Regions from separate parts of the Zea mays genome. Here region 1 is linked to region 2. A link is a contact called in public Hi-C data. All regions are on one chromosome and are shown on one strand. The core of a region is the stretch at or near the end of the contact, and the rest is flanking DNA. Distances in the headings are between cores, read along the strand shown.

Region 1 (5,028 bases), core at 312-2,811, 350 kb after region 2:
CAATGCAGGGATCCCTCGTCTGACCGCCATCGCAGCAAAATAAACTTGAGGATCTCCCTACACCGACCACTCCCCTACTGCCCTTGCCCCATTCGGGTAAAGTAGTCTCAACCTGCTGAACACCCGGGTCCTCTGTGGCTTGCTCGTCTACTCGCAACAATACAAACAAGCATAGTATAGTAGAAATTAACATCACACGAAACAACATAATAGAATGCATGATAATATTCTACGTATCGTAATGAGATCATAGGAACAAGAATCACTAAATTCGGAGTTACAGTTATCGAGTTATGAATTTCCGAAGTTATTAAGTGCTTGGTATGGGATAAATTAAGTAGATAATTTTAATCTACGTTTCATGTCTAAACAGAGTTACTAGGTGATAAACCATATTAAAACAAAATTAATGTCACTAGAATGGGTCAAAAGTGTTTAAAATGAATTTTCTATGAATTAAATGAGTTCTGGAATTATTTTTGTGCTAGAAAAGTAATTTCTATATTGTTTTTCTAATTCCTTAGGCCACTGGACTAGGCGTATGATTATCCGATAGGAAAGGGGTCAATTCATAAATTCTCAGGGCACCATTTGAATTACTTTGCACTGTCTATGTACGGCGGGTTCATTTCTATTAAGTGTGGGGATTCATCTGCAAAATTCCCCACCCAAAGGGGGTACAGGCAACAACCAGCCGTCCGATTGTGATCCGATGGACCAGATAAGTTGATGAAGGCCGCCCTGACCGAAGCCATAGGATGGAAGAACGACGACACATATTTGATTAGAGTGTCAATTTATCCCACCCCTCCAACTAAGATCGGACGATTCATGATTGCAACTGCTGAACCGGTACCGTCTTCTAATCCTGACCCTCTATTTACATCGGATGGTCGATACATCGTATTCTTCCCTAGCTACCACCCGCCTCCCTATGCGCGCGTCTTTGGCATCCACCATAGGTGTGGCGCTGTGACAATTGAGGCATGGGGAAAAGGTCTTACCGTTAATGCCGAGCCTGCCGACTACCGAACGCAGGACACGGTGAGGCATAGACTCGTGGCGTTCTTCACTCTCTCCATGCGATCGCCCTAGACCACAGTTCGGCTCGCCGACGATGACTGCACAGCTAGCCCGAATGATCCGCAGTGATCATCCGCCGGACGCACCGTGTTGCCCATGACGCACACCGACCACACCACGCGACACTCACCCTACCCACGATGTTCTTGCGGCGCAACTAGGGTAATGACCGATAGGGTTCTCTGAGTTTGGGCGCGGGGTGTGGGGAGGTCTCTTTGTTTTTATTGCCTCGGATTGGGATGGGGGGTCTGCCCACGACCGTTTTCAACTACCCAGCGCCTTCCGCGGAGTATCTATCGCGACCATAAACCTCGGAGGAACTCGAGGAAGCTGTTGCGAATGTGGAGGCGATGGAGGGGATTTGGCTGACCAGGTGGCCCCACGCGTCGGCCATGCAGGCGCGCGATAGTGGCTGTGCGGTGGGCCAGCCTGGCGGTGACCTCAGATGGCAGCGACTCGACGCGGAGGATGACAGCTGGGGACCACACGTCAACACAGTTTGCCCCTGTTGGGCCGATTGGTGGCTTGAGTTTGGGTCGGTGCGAAGAGTGTAGCCCAGCGCTGGTATGACCCTCACTCTTTTGTTTTTTTCTTTTTATTCTATTTTGAATTCCTTCCTAAATATTCAAATTCCAGTATTTGAATGTCAAATTTGAATTGTGGGTCCATCATAGAGGTTAAGTGCACAATTAAAATAAACAATTTACCAGTACGAAATGGTATTTTTATTTATATAATTTTCTTTGCACTGTATATAGAGTTTTCCTTTCTCTCTTATTTTCTTTTCTAATTCATTTCCCAATTCTAGATTCCGAATTGGGTTTAATCCCTATTTCAACCTTAGTATATTTTATTACTATTATCATTATTTGTAAATGCACAAACAATTAAACTCCAACATGATGCACGTTTTATTGAAGGATTATTCTCTTTTAAATATGGTTATTCACATGTCCCAATGAGTAGAGGGCAAACATATAAGGAGATCAATTCTCTTCATATTATTTACAATTTGGGTATTTAAAAGGGAAATGTGCCTTTGGGCCATTTCTAGTATATTTTGGTGATTAAAGTGCTCAACACATATTGAGTGAGTAATTATGTGCCAAATGATGAATGAAGTGCAAATCAATAAGAAGGTATGATTCTAGACTTAGTACATTGGTTTTTGTGTACTAATATATTTGTCTAAGTGCTAGAATCAGAGAAAAGAGAAAAAGGAAGAGACTTGGCTGGAGTAGCCAAGAATCAGCACAGTCTGGCACACCGGACTGTCCGATGGTGCACCGGACAGTGTCCGGTGCGCCAGGCTGGACTCCGGCGAACTGACCACTCTCGGGAAACTGTGACGGCGTACGACTATAATTCACTGGACTGTCCGGTGGTTCACCGGACTGTCCGGTGAGCCAATAACCGCCAGAGCAACGGTCAGCCGCGCAATCTAGGCGTGTCGCGTGGCCCACGCCAACGGTCGGCTGAGGGCACCGGACTGTCCGGTGTGCACCGGACAGTGTCCGGTGCACCAACCAGCCCGAAGATCCAACGGTCGGCTATGCCAGGAATGGAAGGAGATCCGCACCGGACATGCTACAGTGGCTATCCGGTGGTGCACTGGACTGTCTGGTGCGCCACCCGACAGAAGGCAAGAATTGTCTTCCTTGTTGGGTTCCAACGGCTCCCAGCTGCCTTGGGGCTATATAAGGGACCCCTAGGCGCATGGAGGAGTCACCCAATCATTCCTTGATCATTCCTAAGCACCAAGACTCCATTCTCACGCATTCGATTCTTTAAGATAGTGACTTGAGCCCCATTTGAGTAGAGAACTCCTCGAGTTGTGTTGTGAGCTCAAGTTGTGGCTTTGTGTGCGTGATTGTGCTCTCGTTTTGAGTCTTGTGTGTGTTGCTCTCCCCTCCCTTACCTCTCTGCTTCTTTGTGATCATCAATTGTAAGGGCGAGAGGCTCCAAGTTGTGGAGATTCCTCGCAAACGGGAGAAAGTATAAGAAAGGAAAACACCGAGGTATTCAAGCTGATCATTGGATCACTTGAAAGGGGTTGAGTGCAACCCTCGTCCATTGGGACGCCACAACGTGGAGTAGGCAAGTGTTATACTTGACCGAACCACGGGATAAATCACCGTGTCTTTTGTGTTGTTTTCTCTGTGATCATCGTGTTTCACAAAAGCTTGGTCCTTAGCCACTTGGTCCTATTGCACTAACTCTTAACCAAGTTTTGTGGCTACAAGTATTTGATTTTTTACAGGATCACCTATTCACCCCCCCCCTCTAGTTGCTCTCAATTGGTATCAGAGTCGTTCTCTTCACGCAAGGGACTAATCGCCCGAAGAGATGGATCCTAAGGGAAAGGGGATGGTGGTCAACGATAAGACAAATGAGTCCATCATCAACGAGCCAAGAGATGATAAGCCCTCAGATTCTGGCTCAAGTCATAAGAAAAGAGACAGGAAGAAGAAGAGGCGCATCAAGAAGATCATCTACTACGACATCGACGAGTCTTCTTCCCCAAGAGACGACGACAAGAAAAAGAAACTGGTTAACTCAAACTTTTCATTTGATTATTCTCGTATTCCGGTTAACTCCAATGCTCATTTACTTTCAATTCTACTCGGGAAACCTCTGCACTTTGATGGAGAAGACTACTCATTTTGGAGTCACAAAATGTGTAGTCACCTATTCTCTCTCCATCCAAGTATTTGGGAGATTGTTGAAAATGGAATGCTTTTTGATAGTACTGACAACCCCATGTTCATTAATGAGCAAATCCATAAAAATGCACAAGCTACCACTGTTTTGCTAGCATCCTTGTGTAGGGACGAGTACCACAAGGTGAGCGGCTTGGATAGCGCCAAGCAAATTTGGGATACCCTCAAGATTTCTCATGAGGGGAACGACGCCACCATGATCACCAAGATGGCGTTGGTGGAAGGCAAACTGGGATGGTTCGCAATGATTAGGGGAGAGGAGCCAACGCAAACGTACAACAGGCTCAAGACCCTGGTCAACAAAATCAGGAGCTACGGAAGCACTAGATGGACGGACCACGACGTCGTCCGACTTATGCTCAGGTCCTTCACTATTCTTGATCCTCATCTTGTGAACTCAATCCGTGAAAATCCTAGGTACACAAAGATGACGCCCAAGGAAATACTCGGAAAGTTTGTAAGCGGGCGTATGATGATCAAGGAAGCAAGATACGTTGATGAGGCATTGTATGGCCCAATGCCCATCTACGAGCCTGAAACCGTTGCTCTCAAAGCAATAAGCAGCAGGGAGGCGCTACCTAGCAAGGTAGCACAAGTTGAGGCGGCCGGGCTAAACGAGGATGAGATGGCCCTAATCATAAAGCGCTTTAAGACCGCATTGAAAGGACGCAAGGAGTACTCAAACAAGAACAAGGCAAAGGGAAAGCGCTCCTGCTTCAAGTGCGGTAAGACTGGTCATTTTATAGCAAATTATCCCGATAACTCTAGTGACTAGGAACAAGGGAAGGGCGGGAAGAAAGAGAAGCAAAAGAGCTATAGGAAGGCAAAGGGCGAGGCACACATCGGAAAGGAATGGGACTCGGACTGGTCATCTTCTGATTTCGACGACGAAGGACTCGCTGCCTCAGCCTTCAACAAGTCCTTTCTCTTCCCCAACGAACGCCACACCTGCCTCATGGCCAAGGAAAAGAAGGTGAGTGTTCGAGATTCCCCCAAGTACTCTACTTCTAGTGATGAGGACTCTAGTAATGATGAAGTAGATTACACTAGCTTGTTCAAAGGATTAGATAGAGCTAAAGTAGAAAAGATTAATGAGTTGATTGATGCCTTGAATGAAAAAGATAGACTGCTAGAGAGACAAGAGGACATTTTGTATGAGGAACATGACAAATTTATTAGTGTTCAAAAGTCTCTTGCCTTAGAAATAAAGAGAAATGAATTACTA
Region 2 (5,211 bases), core at 676-3,175:
GTGGTTTTAAAGGTTTGAAAACTCGTCCCCGACGATATGTTTTTATAACCAGAGGGAGTATTGTTAAAAATGAAGAAGTAACAAACATGCTAATGGGGATCTGAATTTTTCAAATGGGTTACTAATGTAGCACCCATGTAGGAGATCAAACATGAGCTCCAGTAGGGAAACAGAAATAGGATGTCCAACACTAGATTTTTTCTGTAGCATCTTAGGAACAGAAAAAAAAAACAATTTGTACAGTTGCTAATGCGCACAGTAAACATAGTCATACTAATTACCTCCCATGTGCACAACAAGCATATAGTCATACTTCGGGCATGTTTGTTTCAGCTTTTTTGTTGATTCTGGTCGCCAGAAGCTACTGTGCTGTGGACTGACAAACGCCTAGCTTTTCAGCCCACTTCTATGATAATTGATTTGGTGAAAACCGTCCAAAATCAACATGAATACACAATCGGCTGAATCATCACGATAGAAGGAATCCGTCACTTCCTAGATCCTAAACACTATGTACCCCTTCATATTCCTCCGCACGTAATCCCCACGATACTCAGATTCTCCCTCACAACCAAATTCTCCCCACAACCAGATTCTCAGAAAAGCTCATAAAAAAAGCCGAAACAAATAAGCCCTTAACATTGCCAAGCATAGCACGAAATAAACAACATCCAAGATATTGATGTCCCTCATCAGCACTAGGAAAATGCCGATCAAACAACATAAAGCAAAATGATCATATAAAGTCAAAGTGCCCAAAAGCTATACAATGATGACATATGGATGGGTCATTGAATGCTAGAAGGTTGCAACATAGATATACTAACGACAGGGTCAAGGCTCCATAACTATATACTAGTAGATTCACAAGTGTAGGAATCAGGCACAGTCCAGTCCAAAAGCGAATTTCCTTTCCTTCACAAATCCCAACATGCAAGTGGTGAGAAAAACACCCAAAAAAAACTAGTTGTGGCAGACCCAATGTTGAATCACAGAATCAAGATTCCTACCAGCAAAGGGGCGCCACACAAACAAAATGGCGCAACGAACTCACCTGCTTCTCAGCTACCGTGTTGTTGAAGCTACCAGGATCGGTCTCTGCAAGACCAGAGCACAGATTAGCACAAGCAACTCCAAGCCCAAACCGGGACCTCCATTCTCAACGTCCCCACACGCTGCAACCCACCAAGGCCGAGATCTAAACAGCACGGCCACCGACACTCGCACCCGCCCTCACCCACACACCCGCCCGTAGAACCAGATCCCGCCCGAACGGATCGATGAACACCGGGAGTTGGCCAGATCCACGCACCTCCGCCGCCCTGCTCGCTCTCGGACTCCGGGAACTCCTTCTCCAGCGCGCGGTCGATCATGTCGGCGAGGCTGCCCTCCTTGGCCTCCGTGGCATTGCCCTGAGCCACCACCTCGCCGCCGGCCTCCGCCACGGCCACCCCATCCCCGCGCGCCTCCGCCTCCGCCTCGACCTCCGGCTTCCCCGCGCGGCCCTCGTGCCCAGCGCCGCCGCCGCCGCCGCCGCCGCCGCCGCGGCCAGCGGCCTCGGCGGCAGCGACCGGGGAAAATGCTACGGCCGCAGCGAGGAGCAGGCCGCAGACGACGAGGAACGGGAGGGGTGAGGAGGAGCCCGGGTGGTTGCTAAACCGACGCGGCAGCATCGCCGGCGAGGGGGTGGGGGTTTGGCAGGCGAGCGGGCAGCGCGTCGGAGTCCGTGTGAGGGCTGACTGGCCGTGGCCGGCTCCGCTGGGGTTTAGATTTTCTGGAAGGCGACGGAGCGTGGCGGTGACGGTGTGCGCCGCTCGTGACGGTGAAGGGACGCACGCGCTCGCGTACGACCAGGCAGACGCAGTCAGACAGCCAGGAAGCCACAGAGGCGATGGGGTCGGAGGAAGACGCTTTGCGAAGTGTGCGTATTGTGTAGCGTTGTGAGTTTGTGACGCTGTGGCAATTTGTAGAGGACATATCCTGTGCAATCACTCATTTTGGTGCAAGCGTGCAATCAAACTATCCAGAGCATCCAATTCAGATCCAACGATTTTATATGGAAGGGGTTAAAAGTAAAATAGGTACTATGTTTTAGGTGGAAGGGGTTAAATATAAAATAACAATCATCATTAGATCTAGATCGGATACACCAGATCGCTTGATTGCATGCTTGCACCAGGATAAGTGATTGCATAGGATATTTCCCCCCAATTTGTAGGGGGTTTGTTTTGTTGTATGGAGTTAAAGCAACTCCAGTAATTCTTATAAGAAAGTTTCCAATAATTCTTATAAAAATGTTTCCTAAGAGCATTTTCAAAAGTCTTTCTAAATTCCACTCTCTAAATTATTATTTACAGACATAAAAACAGTTTTTATATCTTTTCAATTTCTAATAGTCTTTCTATATTTTGTTTACACTCTAGACAGCTATTCACGTTTTCTATATTTTACTAGCGAGAAACCTATAATGGAAGATTTCTATATTTGGATATTCATTTAGATGAGTTGTTGTAGGATACTTTTTTTAAAAATATATATATTTATATAGATTAGAAAGAATATAGAGAGCCTTTTAGAGTTGCTCTAAACTCGTGTTTAGTAAGTTACTAAATAGCTATTAAAAGTAAAAAATAGCTTGATATTCAATAATTCCTAATATTTAGGGAGTAATTCAATTTTGAATCTAGTTTTGACATGGCTGCTCCTGTCGAACCTAGCTAGTGATGGGGTCGAGAGTAGATGTCGAGGTGAAAGGTCTCTTGTGGTTTTTGGTGTTTGGATGATAACACAATTAAAGGACTGACCAAGGTGTTAAGTGTTGAGTAGGTACTTAGTGTAGAGCTTATAAAGTTCAACACAAGAAGTCTTGCGTCATATTGAGATATTCTATATATGCTGAGATGAATATCATGGGCGGAGCTAAGGCCCGGACAGGATGGGCTGTTGCCCGGGCTTTATCTCTTGCAAAAACCTATTATATCTAGGTAATGTTTTTCTTTTTTTTCTTGGCAGCCGTCCATAATTTCTCATCTGATGGCATGGTCATGTGTATCCGCTGCCGCTGCTTGCTGGATGCCATGCTTACAAACAGATTCTACACCGCCAAAGGTTGTATGGCCTAACTTAATTTTCTTTTCATATGGGTTGTACGAGAGCAGACTCCGCCCACACTCATGCACATTTTTTGTTTGCGCCAGAAAACAACAACGATAATGTCAACAGTCATCTCATTTAGCTCATCTCCACGATAATAGCAATGTTGTCAATGCCGACCCAAGCGATAATTAGCTTGAATCATTAATTTTTTTCTGCTTCATATCCAAGATCACGGTGCTCAGAGGTATTTCGAGTCATACAGATAAATGGTTCGATCACTTGGTGCTGTGTTAGTGTTACATTAAGTGGAAATTATTTAAAGCATTTGATAATTATACAATAACACAACGTCATAGCATAAAGACTGAAAATGAGACTACCTCGTGTTATATGAGATTAGCATATTATATACATGCAAGCAAATTTTTAAGTACTTTGCAATATACATGCAGAATATTTATGATTTTTTTACATTATGTAATCTTTTTAAGTTGCCCAGGCTTCCAATAAATTCTAGCTCCGCCACTGATGAATATGGATTGTGGATATCACAAGTAAAGAAAGTTAAAGGATGGACATTACTAAGTGAAAATCGATGTACATCACCTGAAGACAGCTAATTGAACCAAGGACAAAGGCAAGAAGGACTTCCAGGGACTAGAGCAAGGGAGAAGGTCAATAGGACTGAGATACCCGAAGCTAAGGAGAAGAAGATGTTCTTGCACGAAGTCAAGGTTGATCAAATCGAGAAGGGTTATGGTGCATTAAGGTAATTCATATGGTTTATAGTTTTAAGTCATAAGGCTCAGCATCCTAACTTCAATGGAGTCATGGTCACAAGATCGAGTAGAAGTATCAAAGTCAGAACCTAAAAGGGCCCAAAGAGTTGTGCATCTTTAATTAGGAGTTTGGGTCACTCATGTGTTTGAAAAGGTTCTTAATGACCATTGGAAGTGTTGTAACTCAAGATAAGGCTAGAGGGATCAAGTTATGTGACTTAGAGTTTTGGAGTCCAATATTGAGCTCAAGCAAGGCCAAAAGAGCAAGATGATGAAAAAGGATAAGTATGAAAGCTTTTGAATATGTTTCATGCACCTTTTACAATGTTATTGGCACTTTTGTTTGTAGTCTAACTTGGTTTCTAGTGCAAGTGCCATTTTGGTCCTTGTTTGAGATGAAACGGAAAAGTTGTGGAGAATAAATGTGAGTTTCTATGACTTAGTGAAAGGCAAATGTTCCCTTGGACCATTTCTAATTATTTTGGTGATTAATTGCCCAACACACCACGTTGGACTAACTACCTTGATATGAGCATGAGCACAAGTTCTAGCAAAAGCAAATTGAGGATAATAAGTTCAAATGAGTGGAAATGAAGGCCAAAAGTGCAACTTTGGGTAAAGCTACAAAAATATGAGGTTTAAGTACTTAAATAAGTTGCATACACCTTATACTATGTCTCTTGCACCTTGGTTTGGCTACCAACTCTTTTGTGCAACAAAAGTGACTTTTGGACTTAGGGAGTGTTTGGAATGGCTCTAGGTTCTAGCTCCAGTGTGGAGCTGTAGTTTATAATATTAATTTAAATAGTTTATAAATATTTTTAATATAAATAATAAAGAAAATGACTTATACAATTGTATTCTAAAGGCTTACAGCTCCAGCTCCACGATTTTCTGGAGCACCTAATGACCTGCTCCACCAACCCCACTAAATTTTCTGGAGCTCGAGCTGTCCCAAATAGGGCCTTAGTTTCGGGCATATTGCAAACCCCAGTGAAAATCATATGAAAAAAGTATGGTTCTTACATTTAGTCAATTGTTTTATGAGCTAACTATGTCTATGTCATAGGGAACACCTCAAGAAAAGCCAAAAGAACTTTGAGGATTTAGGCTCATCTGGTCTGAAAGGCACCAGGCCGACCCGGTGGCGCACCAGACTGAGTCTGTGCCACCCAGATGAACAGTGTGCTCTCATGATTTTTCTTCACAAATCACCAGACTGTGAATTGTGTTCGGTTCGGTGCACCAGACCACTTTCTCCAACCGCTACCTGGCATCATCAGACGGTCTGATGGTGCACCGGACTGGTCCGGTGCTCGCCTGGTTTGGAAACTGG

What was found. Hi-C and Micro-C count contacts between places; a contact is called where the count stands out from the background.
Region 1: a contact with region 2 is called in a Hi-C map of ear, with 2.5 times the contacts expected there. The contact joins the enhancer-like site here to the promoter of LOC100279299 in region 2. A contact is called at or near these places in 3 of 25 Hi-C or Micro-C datasets (ear, endosperm and leaf).

What each region holds. Positions count from the first base shown.
Region 1 is chr9:76,022,265-76,027,292 of Zm-B73-REFERENCE-NAM-5.0, forward strand. No RefSeq gene overlaps it. Among protein-coding and RNA genes, the nearest start is that of LOC103638438, 75 kb to the right of the region's middle. Within about 2 kb of position 1,562, at least 16 of the 20 cell types and tissues checked have an H3K27ac peak or open chromatin away from gene starts, as enhancers often do. A contact at or near this core is called in ear and leaf, where this site is marked.
Region 2 is chr9:75,675,456-75,680,666 of Zm-B73-REFERENCE-NAM-5.0, forward strand. LOC100279299 reads right to left here and starts at 1,926. Exons shown (of 20, transcript NR_173990.1): 1 at 1,313-1,926; 2 at 1,055-1,098.